Linked DNA regions of Mus musculus: regions 1, 2, 3, 4, 5 and 6 are each linked to region 7. Evidence: chromatin contacts called from public Hi-C, HiChIP or PLAC-seq and promoter capture Hi-C data. All regions are on one chromosome and are shown on one strand. Each heading gives the region's core, a stretch centred on a gene start, on an enhancer-like site or on the middle of the called end of the contact. The rest is flanking DNA. Distances are from core to core; before and after follow the strand shown.

Region 1 (3,359 bases), core at 146-2,645, 400 kb before region 7:
GAGGAGGAGGAGGAGGAGGAGGAGGAGGAGGAGGAGGAGGAGAGTCCTTTGGTACCCATTGGGTTGTATCTGGGTACCTTGGTCTTAACTTCTTTTGCCCTGAGTAGATGACTTGAAGTGGAAACTTAAGGGTCCTTTGGAGAGTCAGCTGTGTCGGGCGGTGTTTTGCTGGGGCAAACACAAGAAGGAGCGTTTTCTTGAAGGCAGACATAGGTGAAAGGATGTTTTGCTCCAAAGAACAATTTCTAAACTGGCTCATTTCCCCCATATCCTTTCTTTTTCACTCCCTCTGGTGGGTGGTAGGCTAAGAAGGGAGGTTAAAGTGTTTAAGAACCCCAATTAAAAGTAGGCATTGAAAACTTTAAGCTACAGTGATTTGCCATGCCTCTTCATATCCCAGGCAGAACACTGGCCGTGAGTTCTCACGTTCTGCTCAGGTCTGTGTGTTTTGGGATATCACATGCGGGAGGCAGGCAGGGGCTCATCCTCTTCTGGTCTCTTTTGCGTTCCTCTGTGCTTCAGGTCCATCTGTCTTGGCTCTGAAGTCCCCAGTCTCTGCAGGGAGGAGGGTGGTGTACTTCCAGCAGAGCAGTGAGGATATGGACGCTCTATCGTCCTGTACAGCCTTATCCAGGGAATGAGGGTATGAAGGTGTCATGGCGCTGACCTGGTGACTGCATCAGCCCTTGGAGGTGGCTGATGAATGTCAGAGCCAGATGAGAGGTCGGAGGTCTATGTGTCTGGGTGTTGATTTCAAACTACCTTCCCTCGCTCTGCCAGGATAGAGGCTCTGGGCATTTCTTTGCTGACTCCTGAACCCTACCAAGTTGGAACAGTCAACCTGTGTTGGGCAGGGTGACGAGCGTCTCATTTTTGGCTCAATGTTCCTGTGTGCGGTTGCGCCCTGCCTTCCAGGAGCCCAGGAGAGCAAGCCCTTGTTGTAGAAGCTCATGCAGGTTGTATGGACAGTCTTCAAACACATCTGGGGCCCCCCTGACTCAGCTTGTTGGGGAGGAGCATCAGCTGCTGTTTGGCTTTGACCCTATTCTACTTGAACTTTTTTGAGGGGCCATGAGAAGCGTAACCCAGTCTGTCAGAGGTGTTTTGGAAGACTCACCGGAAAGTCATTCTGTTTTACCTGTATGTGAACCAGAGGGAGGGGCTGGGTTAAATGGGCCACAGGCACCTCCCGTCCCTGGACAGCCCTTCCAGAAGAACGAGAGGAGAAACACTTCAGCACAAGTGTTTCTCCCTCCCCCAACAGTGTCATAAGACTGCTGTTCTTCATCCATGGTAGGGATGCTTTGCATAAAGGAGACTTCAGACAGGGCAAGGCTGGGAGGGTGAGCAAGTTAGTGGCAGGAGGTGGGGGCGCTGAGGGACCGAGTCATTTGTTAGGGCTATGGAAACAATACAGTGTTTGTCTCCAGAGGACGCTGGTGCTGGGGAAGGCGAGCCAAGATGGGCCCAGGCAGAAAGAAAACAAGCACAGGTCTGAGGAAAATGTGGTGACCCCCGAGGAGCAAGGAGAAAGAAGCCTTTGTCTCGGGAGGTCGGGGCAGGGGTGCAGGCAACGAGGCCTGTGGTATGGGACAATCGCTGCCTCTCTCCTGAGGTCCTGGGTCCCTAGAAGAGGCTCAGAGGGACCAAGACACCCACCTTGATGGGAGTTTCAGGAGTGGCTGGTCTCAGACCTTTCCTTCTGGAGTGTGCTTGTGTTTTAGGGTCTTTATCAGTCCAATTCTATGAGGGTGGTGCTGGGAAGGAGGAAGCCACAGTGGAGTGCGTCCCCCCCTGGAGTTAGGAGGGAGAGTGGACAGAAGGTCTGTCCTGGCAGGTGTGTGTGTGTTTGCTACAGCATGGCTGGCTGATCTGATGCCGGGACAGAGATGTCCCTGGAGCTTGGAGATCAGCCAATGGGATCCCAGGAGGAGGATGTCAGTAGGGACTCTGTGTGTGTGTGTGTGTGTGTGTGTGTGTGTGTGTGTGTGTGTGTACTGTTAGTGAAGAAGCAGACCTCTTCCACAGAGCTCTCTGGGAGACTGACAGTCCACTCCTACACACGCCTGGGCAGTTATATCCTCTCGCTCCACGGACTTGGCTTCCTTTCTCACCATCAGTTCAGAGTCCCTCCCCCCCCCATGGGATTGTGGGTACACACCAGGGGCCCAGGCTGCCCTCGAACTCACTATATTGCACAGATCAATCTCAAACTTATGGTTTCCCCCCTTAGCCTTCTGAGTACTGGCTTTACAGACTACATCACCATGGCAGGTATTTTTATTTTTATTTTTATTTTATTTTATTTTATTTTATTTTATTTTATTTTATTTTATGTGGGTGGGTCTTTGGCCTGCATGTATGTGTACTGTGTGTATGCAGTGCCCACAGAGGCCAGCAGAGGATATCAGACTCCCTAGAGCTATAGTTGTGGATGGCTATGAGCTGTTTTATAGGTGCTGGGGAAGAGTAGCCGGTGCCTTTAGCCCCAGAACCGTCTCTCCAGCCCCGTGGCTTTGTCTGTAACGTAGACCCCTGACTCCTTGGCAGATGCATCCTTTCTGGGCTATCACTGGAGTCCTTGCTGAACTTGTCTTTGTCACATGACAGTAGCCATGGATGCCCTGCAGGACAGTGTGGTGCTGAGAGCGGCCTTTCCGTTCTGACAGACTCAATACTATGGGAACCACACGAGAACTTCCTAGGGGTCTGGCCAGTCTCTGTGCCACTATGGAGAGAGAATGTTCTCGAAAGATGGCAGAGGATTTTAGGGTCTGGGCTGTGGCTATCGGCTATTGTCAGCACAGCAGCACATACATATATGTGTGCTCAAACACACGTGTGTGCACACATGTGCACATGTGTTCCTCACAAGGGGTTTAGAGGTAGGCAGTGTTGTGACCTCTGTTTGACTGATGGGGTGGCAGAAGCACAGAGAGGGCTAGTAAGCTGCTGTCAATCACACAGCGCGTTAAGTGGTGCCACCTGGCGCCAACCCAAACCCTCTGGCTACAGAGACTGTTCCAAGTGCTTAGCAGTGTTTCCTGCCCAGCTGAAGGCTGCTGTGTGTCAGGCATCCTCATGGTCACGCCTGCACTGCCAACAGCTCTGTGCGGATAGCCTATCTTTATCCTTGATTCACAGTGGCAGATCCACTCAACCTAAGGACTCCAGGTCGTTTGCTTGCAATGACACTCCATCCCCCGGTCAAATGGTGAGGACCTCTGACCTGTGTGAACACAGCAGAGCCTTTGGGGCATCAGAGGAAAGCCAGAAGGTGTAGCTGGTCTGGGAGAAGGAAGAGGGAACTTGCCCTGTGTGGGGAGGGTCTCTCTCTGCCTTCCCCCTGACCCCCAGGG
Region 2 (3,343 bases), core at 465-2,964, 440 kb after region 7:
AAGCTGACAATTAAAACTTACCATCACTTGGGCTTGGAGCGATGACTCAACACTCGAGGAGACTAGCTACGCTTTCAGAGGACCTGGGGTCAGTTTCTAGCAGTTCATAACCACCCATAGGAACCATCTCTGAACATGGCAGTTGATGGCAGTCTATAACTCCAGCTCCAGGGCATCCATCACCCTTCTCTGGCCTCTGCAGGTGCCTCATGGATGTGGTGTGGGCAGATAGTCATACAATAAAAAATTACATAACTCAGTAACATAAAATAACATAAAATAACAATAACTCAAGCTTTAAAACAACCCAATCAACCCTGCTGAGTTGATCAGAGAAAATAACAAAAGGGATAGAAATTCTGAGTATCAATCCATTGAGAATGTAAGAGTATGGGTATATATATATATATATCCTACTTTTCTAAGCCCTTCATTTCAGTGCTTGGTTGTTATTAAATGCATGTGTGGGGCAGGAATACTTGAGAGAGAAAAGAATTAATTTGATAATTGTTCCCAAAAGATTTGTGTTTTAATTCCTCAGCAAATTCCTTCTCTAGAATTTGAGAGTAAGAACATAGATTTAGTTATTTTTAAAGCGTTATGATTCAGTGATATTTACTGCCTTCACATCGGTGTATAACCACGGCCTCTGTAAGAACCCTTTCTCTAGTTTTTCACTCAGCAGACGCTTTGGATTCTGCAAACTATATTGGTGTCTTGAAATTCCAGGCCATATCATGAATCCAACCGGAAATATTTTGGACTGGAACTGTCACTTTCCCTTCAACATCATCAAACCCTTTTAGACAGCTGAGTAGATCTGGGTACCAACAGCCTCTTTCCTAGCCATTAAATAGAAAGAAAGATTTAGGAGTCAAACAATCTTGTTGATGACCAGGAGCTCCCTGGCTCTGCAAGGTACATCGCTGGTATTTGCTGAGTTACTTTCAGACTTCCTCAGCTGCTCATTCTTCTTTGTCCACCCACAGCGTTTGCTGACTACCCTGAAATCAGCAATGTTTCACGGAAGAATGTTTCATCCAACCCAAGTTCGGTCAGGACTGAGCTGTAGTACCTCAGGTTCTTTTCACTGTCAGTCCTTGAGCCGAGACAGGAAACTGGAATGGAGAGGTGGTTGCAGGCTTTCAGGTGCTTGGGCATTGGAACTCGTAGACACCTGGCCTGTTATAGTCCTCATGGGCTCGTTTTATGGAATGATTGGTGCCAGACGAAGGTTGCCTGGGCAGGCTGGGGCACTTAGTCATGGGAGTGTTTATGGTGACGTTCTGATAAGAAAGGTGCCATTGGGAAAACTGCAGCTGGGCTTATACAGTTCATCAGCCAGAGATGCCTAGGGCAAGCAGACAACTCTTTACTTCTTTAACCTTGGGATGACTCTTCATTTCCAGACGTGTGCACACAGAGGCAGAGGGAAAGAGAACCCGGCTCTCTCTCTCTCTCTCTCTCTCTCTCTCTCTCTCTCTCTCTCTTTAATAACCTGTCTGTGTCTTTTTTTTTTTTAAATAATCAGTGTGTCTTTGTTTGTCTAGGGCCAGGCATATATGTATCTTCAAACTGTTTAATAGTGATATGTCAAAGAATGTTTTGAGGAAAGAAAAGCCAAAGGAGCGAAGAGGAGGTCCTTTATACACCTCAGCCTCCCTCTCAAGCCCTGCACCTGCTCCCTTTAAAATTCTTTCAGCAGCAATGAGGAAAAATGGTTTTATTATATTGTGACCTTCAGACCAAATCTCCCTTTTTGCAGCGATGGCACTGAGCAGTGTGACTCCAAATAGTATAGTTATTATCCATGCGGCTAAAACATTTGCCTAGGAACAATGGCCACTTTAGAGGAGGAGAATATTTCCTTTGATAAATAATACACTGAAAACATGGGTTAGGCACCAAAATGTTAACATTTAACCACACAGCCACCTATATGCTGACTCTGCATGGGACGAGAAAACTGTACTCTGGTGTTTGCTATGAGTTATAATTTTATTTTATTTTAATTTTTCATCTTATGATATCAGACTTTAAAAGTCAGGCTATCCAATTCCAAGGAGCCACAGAAGCAGAGTGGCCCAATGTCATGTTTACACCGTGACTCAGCAGCTGCAGTCCATTTAAAGGAGACAGACCATTCTAATAACTCACTCTAATTAACTCCCCCTCTCCGATAATGGTTTCTCCTGGGGTTATCCACTAAGAAGAGCTTTGAAGAGGGCTCAAGTTACCAACGAGAGTGAAGATAACACATTTGGATGCTGCTTAGAAGTCTCTGTCCCCAGATACTCATCTTCCTGGGATTCCTATGGTTATTGTCTCCTTTTGACATTTTCCTGGAAAGCTTTTCATCAGATATCAACTGCTCATAAGCCACCAAACTGCCCAGCAGAAAAGCATTTCAAGCTGTCCCATCTTACCATTCTAGCAATGCCTAAAGGACTGTCTTTAACTTGTACAAATAATCAAACATAATAGCCACTAACTGGTGAAGACATGTATTGACCTGTTCTTGCCTACAGTTAAAGTCGCGTCTAAAGAGAAGTGGGTCAGAGGAATGTTGCTTATCAGAGAAAAAGACTGAAGTCCCAGAAAGACAGCACCCTCTTCAGATGGCTTTGCATTCTAACTGAACTTGACTTCAAACATCCTGATGGGCCAGTCACGTGGTTCTGCAAGCCTTTGTTGTTTCGTTGTGAATTCTGCAGTAATGCCACCCAGAAAGAAATCCTGCCTGCTAACCCTGCAAACCACAAGTTCCGAGGCTGTTTAATTGTTCTCCCTTTTGTTGTAATTCGTCACCAGTGAGGGGGAGGATAGCTGTTATCTTTAAGTCTAACATTTCAAAATATATCTGGGCCAGTAGAAACAGTCTCCTTCAAAAGCACATGGGGACACTTTGATGTCACCCCAGATTAGGCCTCTGGAAGTCACTCATCACTGGGGACACAGTTAATGTCTCTCTCCAATTTGGTCTTTCTTCCTGTTTCTGTCATTCCACAAATACCTGCCTTTGTTCACAGTTTTTTAGACCATATTCTATAGATTTGAAGAGCTGTTATGGAAAGCCCCAGATGGAACAGAATCATCTACCTGAAAACTCTTTTCTAGTGGCCATCCCGGGAGGCCCTGTGAAGGCCCTGTGCATGGGGAAGGCATTTTCTTGAAGTGTTTAGTTACTTTGTGAAAACAGGCCATTCCTGAAATGGAAGTGTTAGAGCACACAGACCCATCTTAAGTGCAAAGATTTACTAAAAAGATGCAAAGTTAGGGTGTTGCTGTACTTTTGCAGTAGGGTGCCAGGGTAGAGAGGCAGGTATCAAGGTTAACATATGAG
Region 3 (3,319 bases), core at 627-3,126, 510 kb after region 7:
GTGGTTTGAACGAGAATGTCCTCTGTAGGCTCATGTATTTAAACACTAGGCCCCCTGTTGGTGAAGCTCTTTTAGGAGGTTTAGGGGCATAGCTTTTGTGGAGAACGCATATCACTGGAGGTGGCCTTTGAGAGTTTAAGGAGCCCTATCACTTCTCAGTCACTTTCTCTGCTTCCTGTTTTTCTGTTCAAAATGTGAACTCTCAGCTTCCTGTTCTTGGCTTCATGCCTGCCGCTGCTACAATTAGCCGGTATGATAGATTCTTATCCCTCTAGAACCATAAGCCCAAATAAACTCTTTCTTCTATGAGTTGTCTTGGTCATTGTGTTTTTGTCACAGCAATAGAAAAAAAAGAAGAAAAAGAAAAAAAAAAAAAAACCACCTGTCAATTATCTCCTAAGCGTCCAGACATGACCTTCATGCTGACAGTGAGATTTTGGAGCAATCATCTGCATCAGTTGCATGTAGGGTAACAATGTATGTCCCATCCATCACATGCAAGAATTAAGGCTCTAATGAGAAATATACAAACATACCTATTTGCATAATCCAAAACAAATAAGACCTGTATAACAAGAACGAAGATCAGCGATGACCTGGAATGATATTTGCAGGTGGGATATATTCTTATCCTTGACGCACATTCAGCCCTCTCAGGTTGGACTCTAAGTGCCATTTCTTCTTTCATTCTATTCAGGGAAGCTTCTGGTGTCTATGTCAGGCTCTGATTCCTCTTTGTTTATTTTATTGTACATGTTACAAACCTGTTGCTATTGCTGGAGACTGAGTCAAACAAGGAACACGTAAATTCTACTCTGATATGCTTTGTGTTTGTTTCTGGTGAGGTCATGAGCCCAGTTCAACGTTAATGATTGTGTATTTTCATGACTAACAAATATGAGTGCTAAGTGAATTAAGCTGTGAACTCTCCGTTCCCTTCACATCACATACACAATGAAACAAAGTAGATACTGGCTGTGAATGTATCTTTATATCTCCTTTAGAATACCATACCAAGGGATGAGCCAGGCCAGAGACACAGATAAACTATTCCATTCCTCTTGAACTTATTGTCGATACACATTTTTCTCTGAGGTTTATCAAAGTATAACTATCCTGACTTCAGAGCCACACTAAAACTGAGGAGGTAAACTTAATTGATGCAGTTTTAAAGTAATATTATTATATGTATCAGGGGGCTAGCTCAGTGTCAGAGTGCTTGGCAGCATGAGTAGGACCCTAAGCTTGATTTTTCCAGCACCACCAAATCCACTTACTATTACTATTAAGTAGGTATGGCAATGCTTGATCTTTATATAGACATTTGCATCACTTTCCCTATTAATTAAGATTCAAAACATGGTAAGATTCACTGGCAGGCTTTATGGCTTCTCACAGAGGAAAGAGAAGCAGGGTTGATATAAGGGATAAGAAGAAGAAGGATACATCCACTTTTATTAGAACTGAAGACCTTGGAAGCCATAAGCCAGGGCCCTTCTATCCCTAAGATGTGCATTGCCTGCACGGGGCATTTGTGATTTATGGCTTCCTTAAGCAAGGATGGAAAGTGACCAGAGGAACTCTGGGATTGCAATGTCTAGACAGGGTGGAGTCCAAGGAAGCCAGCGCTCTTCTCCGATTAATCTGCAGATGCTTTGGCAAAATTCATTTTGTTTTGACCTGGGAGGAAATGAGAGGCTTGTTTTTGTCTGTGACAAAACCCATAACCTTTAGGATATTGTTGAATGAGCCAGCCTAGTCTATTTTTAGACACCCCCATCCTCTCCAGAGCTGTGGCCTGTTTCTTAGTTCTAGTGCACTAGTGAGGAATAGACTCAAGAGCCAAGATGAAGGGAAAGGGGTCAGAAGAGGCACGCGCTCCTACTCTTAACAATTTAATATTTCTTGAAAACCACCCAGCCTTCCTTATTTTGTGCCCTCGAGTGCCCCGCGGAGAAGCTCTTGGCCTTCAATAAAAACAGAGGTAACAGTCAAGTCAATGCTTTCTAAGTTGTCATTGGTAGCTCTGCCTAGTGACCTGTTCAGACAGTCAGTGTTATTAGTCATTGAGGGAGTTGTATTAGGTCTTAATTAAATCTTTAACAGCCCTTACTGACAAACCCAGATTCTGAGTTCAGATTGTTATTTTTTGCCATGCAATTGCAATGGGGAAAGTAAAGTATCTTGCACGGTGAAAGTGGAGAAATTGGAGGAAGTCCACACAAGTGTTTGCCTTTTCTTCCTCTGGCACTCTCACCTCTTCCTGCACGGATGGCAGTAATGCTGTGACGATGGGACTGAAAATATTTTAAAAACATTTAAAAGTTACCACCGAGAGGAGAAAATGGTACATTTGCACTCGTCTTTCTCCACTTAATGGCATTACCAGAGATGCTTTGTCCCCATGGGCCATAAATTGAGACATCACTCAACAGTTGTCCTGGCAAATTTCCCCCAAGAAGGCCACTTATGAAGTGACCAATCACATCGGAGCCTAATTTACTGAACATTTAAAGCTATTGGGTTGGAGGGGATTAGGATACTGTGAACTTGGGATGTGATCCATTATGCCCCCAGACCGAGAACTCATCCCTACATCCTCTCCACGGAGACTGGGCTGCACTTCCTGTCCCATCAAACTGCAGAAATCATTGCCTAGTCAGGCAAAGCCACCATCTTACTAGTTATAGGCTAAGACATGCAACAGTCCTCCATCTTTTTGGTCTGGAATGGACATTAAGTTTCTCCAGGGGCAGGTTAGCAAGAACACTGAGGTGCATTCCAGGTCAGACAGGAAATGAAGATTATAAGTGAAATGTAATATACATTTCCCCCTGAATTTGGATAACCCAATGACTTAAATTGGGAAGACCTTAGAACTAACCCCTTTCCAGAGCCTCTTCATATTTCACAACTTACCTCTCATGTCAGCATTTGCCCAATATGCTTCCATGTTCCAGGAAAGAAGAATAATTGCAGAGAAATCTTTGGATGTTCCTGTTACACTGGAGGCTCGGCCGTAGAGAAATGGCCCTGGTCTTCTTTGACAGAGGGGAGGTGCCAACTAGCTGTCTGAAGAGGTGGTCACGCCACTCCTGTCCTCTCGGGTATCAAGTGGTAACTAATGTGAAGCTAACACTGAGCCACAAAAGTGATACTCACCCCAAGAGACCAATATGATCTTTCCTGGAAAAAAAATGGGATGAAGGTAAATATGTTTATTCCCAGATGGAACACAGAGCAGTTTTCAGCCTTGACAAAATTCTTGGCAATATAAACTTAGGATTGGGGAAGTACCCATTCAATTTCAGGTCTTACA
Region 4 (3,163 bases), core at 196-2,695, 420 kb before region 7:
AACTGTGACCACTACCTGCAGTTAGTTCTTCTTTCCGTTATATTTTGGGCTTTCTTGTTCTCTTTTCTTCACGTTATTCTGTGCCCACGTGTACTTGTTTACGTGTATACACAGAGCTTTGGCTAGGTTCCTCATATGAAGCAGATGGCACGGCTTTTTCTTTCTGAGATTATATGACCTTGCTTAATATTATCCACTCTAAGCCCATCCATTTTCCTGCAAAAATTTTGAAATTTCAGTTTTCCCTAAGAGCTGAATAGTATTTCATTTTGTATACATACCAGATTCTCATTATCCATTTATCTGCTGATTGACATCTTGATTGAGGCTGGGTTTTTTGCTGTAGCAAATAAAGCATCAATAAACACCGTGTGTGTGTGTGTGTGTGTGTGTGTGTGTGTGTGTGTGTGTGTATGTGTGTGTGTGTGTGTGTGTGTGTGTGTGTGTATGTGTGTGTGTATGTGTGTGTGTGTATGTGTATGTGTGTGTGTGTATGTGTATGTGTGTGTGTGTGCAAAAAACTCTATGGTAGGATATGGACTTCTCTGGGTATATACCCAGGAGTAAAATTTTGGGTCATATGGGCAGCTCTATTTTCAACTTTTCGAGAAATCTCCCAACTGATCTACCTGAACACTGGCTGAATTAACTCCCCCTCCCACCAACAGTGAGTAAGGGCTACTCCCTCTGCCCAGCTTCTCCAATGTGTCCTGACAGACTTGTCGACAACAGTAATTCTCACTGGGGTGGGACAGATCTCATCAGAGTTTTATTTTGCATTTCCTTTATTATCCATCTGAGTTCCCTTTCCTCTTGGCTTTCCTCTCTCTCTCTCTCTCTCTCTCTCTCTCTCTCTCTCTCTCTCTCTGTCAATTCAGTTCAGCTGCCCGTTTCTTGATTGGCAGTTTTACCTCTTTGGTATTTAATGTCTGCGTTTCTTTGCAAATTCTAGATAGTAACCCCTTGTAGCTGGCACAGATTTCCCCCTTCTGTGGGCTGTCACTTAACTCTACAGGTTCCTTTGCTTTCCACAGCTTTTTGTTTTCATGCAGCCTTGAGTTGATTTATTTACAAGGTGAAAATATGCAATCCAATGTATGACTTTGTCTCCTTTGTCAAAAATTAAGTGGCTGTTTAGTGTCAGTTGCTTTTGACAGTATTTTATCACAGCAACGGAAAAGAAACTAAGGCAACGAGATAACTTCTAGAAGAAGAGATAAATTCCAGAACAGAATGGAATCTCTTCGTTACAAAGTTTGCGAAGGGAGGTAGCTGTGGTGAGTCTACCCTTTGCCAATATTCTCCATGAGCGGAAGGAGTAAGAAGACAAAACTACAACTCCCAGGATACCATTCGGCCAATCGACCACTTTACTCCGCCCTCTGGCCGTGCCCACCCGCAAACCCGTCTCTATAAAAAAGGCTGGAATGGCCCAACGGCTCGCAGAGCTCAGTGGTGGCGCAGAAAGTGTTCACTTCTTCTGTTTCGGGCTGTACGCTGTGGTTCTGCGCCTCCAGGGCTTTGCTGCCTGGCGAGCGTCCTCCCTGTACCACAGGATCCTTGCCCGACTACAAACCCGAGGCTTCTATTAGGATAGTCTGGATTCGCCATAGGGGTTTCTCCTAGCGCGGATTGTGTGTTTGCGTTGGCGATGCTCATAGAAGAAAGGCGCAGAGCTGTACGAGGAGGCGGGATGCACGGGTCAGAGCCCTCGGTGGCCTCCGCCCGCTGCTCTTGGCGCCGGTCCGCTCCTGGAGATAGCGCGGCAGCCGCCTGGGAGGCGAAGCGCGTAATCTCCGCGCTACCCACGCGGGGCCGCGGCGTGGTGGCCGCACTTTGGCTTTGGGCGCTGGATGGACAGTGGGGTAAAGGGTTGGGGTTCCCCTAACGTGGATTACTTGGTGCTTATCAACTGGATTTAGAAGACTCTCGACCTGGTCTCCATCATCCGTGGGTTGTCTTTCCATCTCCCAGCCGCTCTTTCACCTGGAGGTAAGTTTCCCCCCCGCAGTGCGCAGTTGTGGATTTGATTTGCCCTTCTTTAGCCTTGTGTTGGTTTTTGAAGGTTTAAGGATTGACGTCCGGGAAATCATTTTAGCAACCCTCAGGTGGACCCTACTAGCTCAGATCTCTGTAGTCAGCGGCTGTTCTGGGCTCATCGTCCTGTCCTGCGGCATGGATAAGCCATTGGTTACCCCGCGCCAGGACAGAGAGCGCCTGCCTTCTTGGCACTTGCCTTTTGGCAGGGTTGGTCCTTTGGGACCCTTTGCTTTGCTAGCCATGCCTCTCCAGGAAGCTGCCCATTGCACGCAGCGGGCTGCTGAGGCACAGTGTTTGCAAGAGGCCACGGGGGCTGGGTAGCCGTGGGAGCGCTTGGTGGATACTGCATTATTTTCAGGACTGGGCTGCTGTGGAGTTGATGGAGAGATGGGTATTGGCCACCATGTGAGTACAGTTTACCAGGGCAGGAATTTGGTCCAGTGTTTGCACCTACCATCCTCCTCCTCTTGGTGTGACTTTTATGATGAAGAAGACTTTTGCCTTAGGTCTTGAGACATAACTGTAAATCATAGGAGTCAGTACTCAATAATAGGTCTCTCTCCTCCTTGTCCTTTTGTGATTGCGTTGTAGTAGGGAGGTTGGTACCTGTCACGAGGTTGTCTGAGAGTAGGTGTTTGTTGAATGAATGATAGAGCTTCCCCACCCTAAATTACACCAGGTTCCTCTGTTTCCTTTTCCCTCCTGGGCTCTCACCCTTAATTCCAGAACTTTCCCCCTGGTCCTGGTTTCCTGGGGACAATTTCCAGATATGGATTTCTTCTCCCCTCCCCCACCGATCCCTGTCAGCAGTCCTGAGGTGTTCTTTTGGAACGTGTGTGTGTGTGTGTGTGTGGTGGTCCATTTCCCACCCCAGAACTCCCTCCAACAGAGGAAGCTATTCAGCCAGGGACTGGCTTTGGTGAGTGCCCAGGAGCCCTGAGGTCTCAGTCAGCACCTGCGCAAGGAGGGCAGGCTAGGCAGCATAGGAAGAAAAAAAAATGTTTTAAATGAAGTATTATGAGTCTTGACTGTCCTGCAGAAACTGGGGTCCTGCTGCCCCTGGTTCCACCCAGGTGCTTGTGGATGCCCAGGCTGGTTCTGGACGGTTCTCCAGTAAGAAGCG
Region 5 (3,344 bases), core at 640-3,139, 510 kb before region 7:
ATTCCCAAACTCACAAAGCTAACATTTCCTGAGCTCCTTCCACGTGGAGACCTTGTGTCTGGACACAGGACACCTTGTATCCCATCTTTGCCTTCCAGCCTTTTGTGTGAGAGAAGATGATATACTCACTTTGCAGATGTAAAATGTAGGTTGGACTGCTCAGGGCAGATGTAGGTTTTGACCCCAAACAGCCCAACTACGGAGCCTGTGCCTCTAACCACTACCCTTCTTTGCCTTTCAAGATAACACATCTGTTGTAACCTAAAGACTTAGAAAGAGTCCTCCAAAGTGGTAGGGAACTGGGGTCAGCTTCCGTGGGGGCAGTATGTCAACCCCCATCATGAGTACTTTGGATGTCCTCTGTTGAAATCCCGGCTCAACTGTCAAGAGCATCTTCTATCTCCCTGGGGAGGCCGGGAGACAACAATGTACAAAAATCACGTCAGTGAGAATCAGTCTACGCGGCCAGTCCTACAGGAAGCAGATGCTAATGTTGAGGAAGGCTTTGAGTGTGTCTATAGGTGCTTGCCGCTATGGTGAGAACCATAGCCCTTAATGGCTCCCCTGAGTGGTGGGTAAGGAAGAATATACAGAACAGAGGGAGGAAGAGGAGGTGAAAGGAGGAAGGGAAGGATAGAGAAAGGGAGGAAGGGAGTGGGAGCAAGGGAAGGGACACCCCAGAGAGGTGGGACCAAGATGATCTGGTGGCACCTAAGTCGTGAACTGCTTGCCTGGACCCACCTAGTGGGAGAGGTGGACAGATGGGCAAGGTCACTGAGAAAGACAGAGATACAGAGCAGGGGTCACTTGTCCTAGAAAGTTCCAGAATGGAGGTGATTGGGGGTGGGGGTGATGTCTTAACTGCCAGCGCTGCGGAGGTTCTTCCATGGCAGTGGGCCCTGCCTCATTCAGTTATTGGACTTATTGGACTAGAATGGGTCCCAAGTCCTCTATGACTGGGAATGCTTATGAGATAAGCGGGGTGGGGAGGATTGAGGAGGTTAGAGAGACACAATGGGGGTTTGTAGCGATACAGGCACACTGGGGGGAAGACACCCCTGTGACAGTGTGACAGAGTTTGAGCTGATACAGATACAAATAAAAGCCTTCCCGGAATGTTCAGGTGCCACCCGGAGCTGGAACAGGCAGGAAGGATCCTCCCTAGAGCTACCGAAGAGCCTGGCCCCGCTGACACCTTGACTATGGACTTTTGGCCACAGGAACCCTGAGAAGTCTCTGCTCCAATAGCCCCAAGGAACTCACGGGGAGAGTCTGCCCAGGCAGCAGCTCAGGCCTCCCTGACCTGGTCCTTGCTTAGCTTTCTAAACCACTTCCTACTACAGAGCCTGGAATTCACGTCGTAATCCATGTCCCATCCACGGCCACGCATCAGCTCCCCTTGACCTTTGGCAGTTTTGCTAGGAGGAGGAGGAGGAGGAGGAGGAGGAGAAGGAGGAGGAGGAGGAGGAGGAGGTGGAGGAGGAGGAGGAGGAAGAGGAGGAGGAGGAGGAGAAGGAGGAGGAGGAGGAGGAGGAAGAGGAGGTGGAGGAGGAAGAAGAGGAGGAGGAAGAGGAGGAGGAGGAAGAGGAGGAGGAGGAGGAGGAGAAGGAGGAGGAAGAGGAGGAGGAGGTTAAAATTTGGGAGGCCAGTCCTTCTCCTCCAGATCTCCCTCAGTTCAGTTTGAACCAGACGGCAGCAAAGCAGCCGGTGTTCTACCTCCTTCAGCAACCTTCAGAGTGGGGCCCATGGGAGAGTCAGGGCTGTCCCGTGTTGGAGCTATTAAATTGTCATAAGAAAGAGGCCTTTGTCGCAGGGACACAGCCCTCAGCCCAGTCACAGAGACAGATTGTGCCAGAAAACAAATAACAGAAGAAAGAAAAAAAAAAAAGTTCAACCACAGCATTCTTTGCAACTTCAGTCACTTGCCTCCTGTCTGTCCTTAAAGGACGAAGTTCCTTTCATCATCCTGATTCCTACCGAGAGGTTATTGGCTTTTAATTCCACCCAGAACCCAGAGCCCTGTGGAGACCCTTGCCCAGACCATCTGCACGGCCTGCTGCCTGCTTTGGCAGCCATGACCACGGGCCTGCGGGAGGGGAGACAGAGGTCCCTCAGGCCTGGACAGGCGCTCAGAAGAACCAAGGCTGCAGCTGGAGTTTTCAGTCAATAGGGGTCAGCAGGACTAAGTTCTGAACACCTCAACCCACAAACCTGTGTTCAAATCCCAACTAGTATCTGCAGCCCAGGTCTGGGGGGCAAAGGGCACTCTGGACCCACGTGACCAGGGAGCCCCTGACTCCACCCCCATCCAGCCCCAAATCTTCTCAGAATATTTCCCACAAAACCCTTAGCCCTGGTAGCCAGCCCGGGCCACACAGCTGTGCTTGGGACTTCCCAGTGGAGACTTTGCAGGCAGTTCTGGCAGCCGGGCTGCCTTAGCTGGATCTTGTTGTCCTCAAGGAGACTAAGAAGGCCTGGCCTCTGGGGAGTGAGGCCCACATCCTGCCTGTGAAGATGGGCGCACTCCTAAGAAGGCTTTGGGTTGTGGTGCTAGGCCGGCGCTCTGCCTAGCTCCGATGTCTCCTCAACCTCTTTGTGATAGGACTTCACTGTGCAGCCCTGCCTGGCTCCAAACCCGAGACACTCTTGTCTCTATCGCTCAAGAGTGCTGAAGTCACAGGCTTGTGCCAGCACACCGGCAAGGGTGATTTTAAGAAACAATACAACACCGTAACCCAACAAGATGTGGCCGTGAATATGGCTCAGTCGGTAGAGCCCTAATGCAGCCTGCTCCAAGCCTTGGGTTCGATTCCCAGCATGTCACCAACTGGTCATGGTGGCACATGCAAGGTCTTCCTGAACCTCAGATAAGCCTGAGGCCATGCTGGAATAAATGAGACCCCCGCCTGCCTACAGATAAATGAGGCTGTAAAGAAGGTATATCCATATTGGAAGAGACTACAGTGTGAATGTGGGGGAGGGGGAGGGGCTACCCTGTCCTTCTCCAAGTCCCCAAATCCAGGCTCTAGCCCTGACGTGGTGCATAGCACGTCAGGGTCGGGGGGAGGGGGGCGGCCTCAGCTGTTCCCATGAGCTCCTGGTATACCACATAGGGTGAGAGCCAGGTTTCCAGAAGGAAGGCAGGCAAAGAGGGGCTCACGGAGCCCAGCCTCTGCGCCCTCTGCCCTTCTGCAGGGGCGAGTTCTCCCAGATCTTCTGTATCTGAGCACACGGCCTCTGCAAAGCTCGGGAAGTCAGCTGAGGTGGATGGCTGGGGTGTGTCCAAAGGTCGGGAGTGCAGGATCCAGTGCGGAGCGACGTGCAAGTGCCCTGTTCCAACGGCA
Region 6 (2,968 bases), core at 80-2,579, 390 kb after region 7:
TAGCACACCTAGAGAGAAATAGGTTCCTACCAAAAGTGTTGCGCATATTTGACCACCTCAGTTCTTTTTCAAAAATGGGAGATTCCAAATGAGTACAAGGAAGCAGAGAAAAGCAAGACCTACTTGGCCTGCAGTTGAAGTTGCTTCAGATGCGCATGAAGAAGGACAGAGTTCCTCCTCTGCTCCCAAAGAAGATGTGACAGTCTCTACACCTCTGTGCCATCACACAACCCAACATGCACCCGTAGGCTTTGCTCATTCCAAAAACATGCTAGCTTCAATGGAAGGTCTATGGTGAGATACTCAGTATAAAGCAGAAAAGAGAATTCGATTTGCCACTTGCAAGTTAGACTCTGGACTACTGTGTGTAATGAAAATAAAAAAGACTGGAGAAATACTGGGGTCGCTGGGAAAGGATTGGAAAGAACCAGGCCTCTTGGTATCTTATTGCAGAACGCATCTAGGGAGATTAAAATTTGAACGTATACTGGCATATACCAACATGGATAAAACCACATGACATCATATGTCAATTGCATTTGAGTATGAAGAACTACTGGGCTGTTTTCTTTTACAATATCCCTTAATAATTTCTATATATAGTTTATATGAACATGGCATTGGAGTTTGTTGTCAAAGACAATTATATCCACTGATGTCTGTGCTCTTTCGGGGCTATAATGACTTAGGTGTAGGGTTCAAGGCTTAATAAACATTTACCATTTACCAGAACGACAATCACTTGTATCAGGAAGTGCCTCTGTTGACACAGAATATTCAGATGAGTCTGAGACCCATCCATACTTGGCAGTTTACTTAGAAAAATCTTCCATGTTATCAAGGACAGGCAGCCCCTTAGCTCTGGAAAACATTGGGCTCTATCCATATACAAATATCAGAACATACATAGCAGTCTCACTTTTTCTTAGGTCAAACAAAGCCTCTGTTGACAGTTGACTTAAGTGAGACTATCCTCAGTTGAAAACTTGAGAAACAGGCCATTTAGTGGCCAAGTGATGAGGCATGTTGCCCAGCATTAGGGAAAAGTGCTCATTTAAAGGCTCATATGCAACACTGGAAATTCAGCCATAGTTACAGTAGTGACCCTGGATGCTCTCCTTGCTTGTGAGCTTGTCTGACCACTAAATGATTGATGAGAAGGCTCAGTGGATGAGAGCGCCGACTCACTGAGATGTGCAAAATGCACATTTCCTTATTTTTCAATGTAAACTACCAACGTATGGTCAGTTCACTTAAAGAGCATGGTAATATGAGACTTTGTTAGTGTTTCTCTGGTTTAGTTCCTTTCACTCTCCTCCTGGAACACCTAACCCTAATGAAACTTGACATCTTGGTGCTAAAATATGTTAACTCCCCCCCCTCTGCCCCTATTGTGCATTGAAACTGTGCACAAACTCACTGCTAAATCACAGGTCTTTAATGTCTGGTGCCTCTTAGTTATTAAAGAGATGGTTGGAAGACCAAGATTATTTCTTTTCTTATTGAAATATAGAATGATAAGATCAGATGCACAAAGACAAGGAAGATTATAATTGATAGTTAATCTTAGGAGGGGATGCTGTGTTGTTGGCATCCCAGATGCTACTTTCAGGCCATTGTATTTTATAGTTGTTTTACATTGCTCATGAATCATGATTGAAGTCACCCAGAGAAGACAGCTGTCTTGGTCAAGGTCATGAAGGGCATCCCACATCCATTAAAACACAAACTGTGCAGAATAAGGACCTGACTGCTCTGAAGAACCTTCTATGCTCTAGAGTTTTCTTTGGGACCAGCTGGGCTGTTTACTAAGTTTCCTGATTTTTAACACAAATCCCCACTTGTTTCTTCAACTCCTTGGATTCTTTCAAAGATATTGGTCCCCAGGGCTTCCCAATCAAGATGCTGTATGCAGTCTCTCTTCCAAAGTCTGTATCCTAGAACTTAACGAAGTCCAGAGTCGTTGGGCATTTAGAAGATGAACCACTCTTCCAAATAGTGACATGCCACACCAAATGTTGAAGGAAAGCTTTAATGGATCTAGTTTCATATCCCTGCCCTCTTTTCAAAAAACAGCATATGGATACGTTTTTACAAACATCTCTTAAAGATGGAGTGCCTTTTTGTTTTTGTTTTTTGTTTTTTTTGTTTTTTTTGTTTTTCGAGACAGGGTTTCTCTGTATAGCCCTGGCTGTCCTGGAACTCACTTTGTAGACTAGACTGGCTTCAAACTCAGAAATCTGCCTGCCTCTGCCTCCCAAGTGCTGGGATTAAAGGCCTGTGCCACCACGCCTGGCTAAAGATGAAGTGTCTTAAACATTAAAATGAAGCTGAGAGGAGCTGGTTGTAACCAGGACTTATCCTGCCAATCCCAGTGCAGTTATGTAGCACCAACGTTTGCTTTCTGGTACCTCCATCCCTGCTAAAGAATCAGGGTCTTTCATCTTCCTCAGGGGTAATAATATCTAGCAAAGTATCTGGCCCTTCCAGAAAATTCCCATGATTGAGAAATTTAAGATAATTATGGCATGACTAAAGGTCTATGATTTGCAACTATTAGTAAGGCTATCATATTTTTAAGGAAACGGAAGCAGTGTTATGTGTAGAGTCACCTACACATGTTAGCAGCCACTTTACTTGCAGGCTCTGAGTATCCAACAATCTCTTCTGCTCCCATGTCAGTTACCATGAAAACCACATGCATGAAGACAATAAACAAATTAGATGTGTACAAATCTCAAAGAACTATTTATCCATGATAGGAATGAATGATGGAGATAGGGTAGTCTAACCCCTGTGTGTTTGAAAAAGCATATTACTTGGTACCTCTCCTCTGTGTCCGGTATGTGGGATAGGGTACTCAGAAGCAAGTTTAATGGCTGCCAGTATAGATGGTATGTTCTCTATTCTTCCAGATGACCATGTGTTTTTATCTTCTTTATGCGCTATAAAAGCTACAGTTGAGAAC
Region 7 (3,168 bases), core at 302-2,801:
GGGAGCTGTCAGGTCCCCACCCCTCCTTCGCGCACTACCCCCTCCCTCCAGTCTGCTTTCCATCCCTCTCTGAGACTCAGAACTTTTTTTTTCCTTTCTTTTTCTTTTTAAAAAAGTGCTCAGAGTCGACCTGAGCGGTCACTCTTCGCCCCGCCCCCTCCCCTGGCCTCCTATTTTGGAAACCCTGAAGATGGAAATAGCTCCCTGCTGAGGCTGCTCTAAACGCCTTTGCTACCGGAGCGGTCCACCCCTCCCAACACGCAGTAAAAACTTTCCGAAAACCCATTTAAATTGCAAGAAGCTCGCTCTGTTGATCCATGCCCCTGCCGGTTCTCAGTAGCTTTGCCCAATTCTTGCCTGGGTCTCCTCTAGTCTCAGTTACACTTTCCCTTCACTCCATCTCCCCAGGAATGAGCGCAGTTGGCCTAAGGAAGGTGGGCTTGCTTCCTCTAATTGTTCCTTTCCAGAGGGACCAGGCTGGCACACCCCCTCACTCCTTTCTACCTTCCTAAAAGCAGTCATATTCACGCCCCCATTCCCCCCCCCCCCGCCATAACCAAGAGCAATCCCAAGAACTTTCTCAAAATCTGAGCCACTCCCTCCCCCCGCCCCCGGCCGCCCTGCATCCTGGACCAAAGACCCCAGGATGCACAACTCCGCGGCTCAGGGAGGCGGGGCGGGGTCGGTGAGTGCAGCCCGCGTCCCCCCTAGCCACCGAGCCCTCCCTGGCGGCCCGCGCGCTCACCTCCAGAGCTTGCCCAGAGTCTTGCTGAGCTCCGCGTTGTGCAGATGCGGGTACTGGTCTGCCAGCTTCCTGCGCGCAGCCTGCGCCCACACCATGAAGGCGTTCATGGGTCGCTTGACGTGTGGCTTGTTCTTGCTGGAGCCGTTGACGCGCACGGGCATGGGCACCAGCGTCCAGTCGTAGCCCTTCAGCACCTGGCTGACCGCCTCGCGGATGCACACGGGGAACTTATCTTCCTCGCTCTCCTTCTTCAGATCCGGCTCGCCCTTGGGGAAGGTGTTCTCCTGGGGCCGGGTGTTCTCCGTGTCCGAGCCGGAGCCCGAGGGACAGGGCGAACCAGCCGAGTCCTCCGACATGGTGGGGCTGGGGGCGCCAGACAGGCCCTTCTCCTGCTCGTCGGTCATCTTCATGAAGGGGTCCAGGAGATTCATACGCGAGCCCGGGGCAGGGGGCGGGTGGCCGGGAAAGGCGAGAAGCCGCGGCGGCTGGGGCTCCTCTTCCCTCAGCTGCCCGGACGCGGACGCCGAGCGAACGGCTCCCGGGGAGGTTGGCGCGTCACCGGGCTGCGGCGGCGGGCACTTAGCAGAGGCGCTGGGTGGCGGGTCTCAGCTGCCGGCTCTAAACCCGGGGAAGGCGAGTCGGAGCGGAGGAGGAGGGAGGGAAAACAGAGAACGAAACCGGGGCCACTTGCACCTCGTCTCTCTTGCAAAGAAAAGTTCCTGGACTGAAACTGGTAAAGTTGTCGCTCCCACAGAAGTTTCCAGGCAGTTCCGAGCAGCGCTCTCGGCTCTCCGACTTCCAGCTCAGGGTCTCTAATAAATACTCCTCCTTCACGTTAGATACCTCGGGCCAATCACGGCTAGCTCTTGAGTCATCAGTGTTGGCAAGTCGCTGATTGGACCGGATTTTGGAAGGGGGGCTGGGGAGGATTGTGGCTCCGGGTTGGGTGACGAGACAGGAGGGGAGGAGAAGGGAGGGGAGCTCAGCCAGAGGGTGGATGGTGGGGTGAGGGGACTTGGAGGGGGGCGCGGGGCAAGCGGGGGACCCGGGACGTCCGAGTGTGTAAGTTTGCTCTCTACTCTCGGAATGTCACAGTTTTGGAACGGTCTCCGTGTGAACCGATGTGTGTGTGTGTGTGTGTGTGTGTGTGTGTGTGTGTATGTGTGTGTGTGTGTGTGTGTGTGCGCGTGCACGCGAGCGTGTCTAGACTAGGACCCTCCACAACCCCCCACCCCCACTTTTCGATGCTGTCTCCGTGGTACCCGGGACTTCGCTGGCGTTTACAGCAATGGAAATTGCAACAGCTGCTCGTCAAAGCGGAGCTGGGCTTCTGCGCCTGGAGTCTGCCGGCTTCCAAAAAAAGTGCTTAGAAATGGTCTTTTGGAAGCAAATGTTTGGGTGACTCAACGCCCGCTGTTCTCTGTAATAATCCATATAAATAGATTAACGCGCTCTGGTTCAACGAAGCTGGTGTGGTGACTGGAGCTTCTGCTGCGCTCCCGCAGTGGGGAATCAATGAAAACCAAAGCCGAGCACCAGGCAAAGGCTGGCGGCAGGGACCGCGCAGTCCCCGGCTCTTGCGGCCGGTCCCGTGGGCCACGCCGACCTTGAACTGACAAGTCCTTTCCCGGCCCCTCCAGTACTCTGACGCCCCTCGTAGTCAGGATTATTACTTTAGAGTTCTGCTTCTTGCCTCCTGACTGAGTCACAAACACCGTCAGGCTCGCCACTGGAGTTTGCAAAACTACTCCGGGGTTGAGGGCGAAGTTTGCAAAGGTGGCAGGGCCGGGCGGTGAGGCCGAGAAGGCCCTTGACTTGGACTGGAGACTCCAGACAAAACGGGCCACTTTGGCGGAGCCCTGTGGCTCCCTTGCTTGGGCCTTCCTTTTACCAGATACCTAAGAGGGCGAAGCTCTAGGCGTCTGGACTTTAGTTGCGTCCTCTTAGACCTGCACACAGGTGGGCGTTCTGGGGGAGGCCACTTAGGTGTCCGTTGCACTTTAAGAGTGCTTGGAGCCGAAGCTGCGTGTTTACTCAAACTCTTAGAGCAAGGTTGGCTAAGGGAGGAATTATCTTTTCTGGAACGAATAAAAATCTTAGTTGCCACCGGGCGACATGCCCTCGGAACCACAAACAAACTCACAACGGTGTAAAAAAAAAAAAAAGATAAACAATTTCATTTAAACATCCCCTTTCTGATTCTTGCAAAGCTTCGCTTTGAACTTACTAAATTATTGATAAAGCGAATCGGCCTGTATCATATCAAAGACAGGTTCCTCCCCTCTAATTTGCTAAGTGTGGACACTTAGACATAAACGAATCTTTTCTTTGGGATGCTTTTGAAAAGCTCGTTTTCCTCTCGTTTTCTTCCGAAGTGGGCATTTGTTATTTGGGGAAAGGAACTCGTGATAGCAGCAAGCTAC

Evidence for each region. Promoter capture Hi-C pulls out the DNA fragments that hold promoters and counts their contacts. Hi-C and Micro-C count contacts between places; a contact is called where the count stands out from the background. HiChIP or PLAC-seq counts read pairs in DNA pulled down with a chosen protein or histone mark.
Region 1: an H3K27ac HiChIP or PLAC-seq map of oligodendrocyte precursor cells shows a contact between it and region 7, with 6 times the contacts expected there. The contact joins the enhancer-like site here to the promoter of Sox9 in region 7. A contact is called at or near these places in 6 of 39 promoter capture datasets (the C10 cell line, embryonic stem cells, hippocampal neurons and 2 more), 1 of 15 datasets of contacts at CTCF or cohesin (embryonic stem cells), 8 of 484 Hi-C or Micro-C datasets (cerebellum, embryonic stem cells, muscle stem cells and 1 more) and 13 of 115 datasets of contacts at active chromatin or transcription factors (bone marrow-derived macrophages, craniofacial prominence, embryonic basal ganglia and 10 more).
Region 2: a contact with region 7 is called in a Hi-C map of Sertoli cells, with 4 times the contacts expected there. The contact joins the enhancer-like site here to the promoter of Sox9 in region 7. A contact is called at or near these places in 11 of 39 promoter capture datasets (the 3T3-L1 cell line, cranial neural crest, embryonic stem cells and 6 more), 6 of 484 Hi-C or Micro-C datasets (the C2C12 cell line, the N1E-115 cell line, Sertoli cells and 3 more), 5 of 115 datasets of contacts at active chromatin or transcription factors (craniofacial prominence, embryonic basal ganglia, embryonic forebrain and 2 more) and 1 of 9 other capture datasets (liver).
Region 3: a Hi-C map of the N1E-115 cell line shows a contact between it and region 7, with 19 times the contacts expected there. The contact joins the enhancer-like site here to the promoter of Sox9 in region 7. A contact is called at or near these places in 6 of 39 promoter capture datasets (the 3T3-L1 cell line, cranial neural crest, frontonasal cranial neural crest and 2 more), 3 of 484 Hi-C or Micro-C datasets (the AML12 cell line, the N1E-115 cell line and Sertoli cells) and 6 of 115 datasets of contacts at active chromatin or transcription factors (craniofacial prominence, embryonic basal ganglia, embryonic limb bud and 3 more).
Region 4: a FOXA1 HiChIP or PLAC-seq map of pancreatic cancer cells shows a contact between it and region 7. The contact joins the promoter of 2610035D17Rik here to the promoter of Sox9 in region 7. A contact is called at or near these places in 1 of 39 promoter capture datasets (the C10 cell line), 1 of 484 Hi-C or Micro-C datasets (muscle stem cells), 7 of 115 datasets of contacts at active chromatin or transcription factors (astrocytes, embryonic basal ganglia, embryonic midbrain and 4 more) and 1 of 9 other capture datasets (adipose tissue).
Region 5: a contact with region 7 is called in a FOXA1 HiChIP or PLAC-seq map of pancreatic cancer cells. The contact joins the enhancer-like site here to the promoter of Sox9 in region 7. A contact is called at or near these places in 1 of 39 promoter capture datasets (hippocampal neurons), 4 of 484 Hi-C or Micro-C datasets (Sertoli cells, cerebellum, myocytes and 1 more) and 3 of 115 datasets of contacts at active chromatin or transcription factors (embryonic forebrain, pancreatic cancer cells and stem cell-derived neural progenitor cells).
Region 6: a contact with region 7 is called in a promoter capture Hi-C map of second pharyngeal arch cranial neural crest, with 6 times the contacts expected there. The contact joins the enhancer-like site here to the promoter of Sox9 in region 7. A contact is called at or near these places in 8 of 39 promoter capture datasets (the 3T3-L1 cell line, embryonic stem cells, frontonasal cranial neural crest and 4 more), 2 of 484 Hi-C or Micro-C datasets (neural progenitor cells and palatal mesenchyme), 3 of 115 datasets of contacts at active chromatin or transcription factors (craniofacial prominence, embryonic basal ganglia and embryonic limb bud) and 1 of 9 other capture datasets (embryonic stem cells).

Annotation. Positions count from the first base shown.
Region 1 is chr11:113,182,332-113,185,690 of GRCm38.p6, reverse strand. All of the region lies in intron 1 of 2610035D17Rik (RIKEN cDNA 2610035D17 gene), which reads left to right. Among named protein-coding and RNA genes, the nearest start is that of 2610035D17Rik, 18 kb to the left of the region's middle. RefSeq lists an enhancer at 1-3,359. Within about 2 kb of position 1,395, at least 29 of the 459 cell types and tissues checked have an H3K27ac peak or open chromatin away from gene starts, as enhancers often do. A contact at or near this core is called in neural stem cells, oligodendrocyte precursor cells and stem cell-derived neural progenitor cells, where this site is marked.
Region 2 is chr11:112,344,657-112,347,999 of GRCm38.p6, reverse strand. No RefSeq gene overlaps it. Among named protein-coding and RNA genes, the nearest start is that of Gm39461, 190 kb to the right of the region's middle. Within about 2 kb of position 1,714, at least 19 of the 459 cell types and tissues checked have an H3K27ac peak or open chromatin away from gene starts, as enhancers often do. A contact at or near this core is called in the N1E-115 cell line and Sertoli cells, where this site is marked.
Region 3 is chr11:112,271,833-112,275,151 of GRCm38.p6, reverse strand. No RefSeq gene overlaps it. Among named protein-coding and RNA genes, the nearest start is that of Gm39461, 120 kb to the right of the region's middle. Within about 2 kb of position 1,876, at least 1 of the 459 cell types and tissues checked has an H3K27ac peak or open chromatin away from gene starts, as enhancers often do. A contact at or near this core is called in the N1E-115 cell line, where this site is marked.
Region 4 is chr11:113,200,120-113,203,282 of GRCm38.p6, reverse strand. It overlaps 2610035D17Rik (RIKEN cDNA 2610035D17 gene), which reads left to right and starts at 1,445. Exons shown (of 3, transcript NR_015556.2): 1 at 1,445-1,992.
Region 5 is chr11:113,291,031-113,294,374 of GRCm38.p6, reverse strand. The region is part of intron 7 of Slc39a11 (solute carrier family 39 (metal ion transporter), member 11); the gene reads left to right. Among named protein-coding and RNA genes, the nearest start is that of Gm51927, 16 kb to the left of the region's middle. Within about 2 kb of position 1,889, at least 102 of the 459 cell types and tissues checked have an H3K27ac peak or open chromatin away from gene starts, as enhancers often do. A contact at or near this core is called in Sertoli cells, cerebellum, pancreatic cancer cells and 1 more, where this site is marked.
Region 6 is chr11:112,387,867-112,390,834 of GRCm38.p6, reverse strand. No RefSeq gene overlaps it. Among named protein-coding and RNA genes, the nearest start is that of Gm39461, 230 kb to the right of the region's middle. Within about 2 kb of position 1,329, at least 2 of the 459 cell types and tissues checked have an H3K27ac peak or open chromatin away from gene starts, as enhancers often do. A contact at or near this core is called in second pharyngeal arch cranial neural crest, where this site is marked.
Region 7 is chr11:112,780,593-112,783,760 of GRCm38.p6, reverse strand. Sox9 (SRY (sex determining region Y)-box 9) reads right to left here and starts at 1,551. Exons shown (of 3, transcript NM_011448.4): 1 at 746-1,551. The coding sequence starts at 1,176. RefSeq lists a promoter at 1,222-1,729, a cis regulatory region at 1,931-1,945 and an enhancer at 2,722-3,168.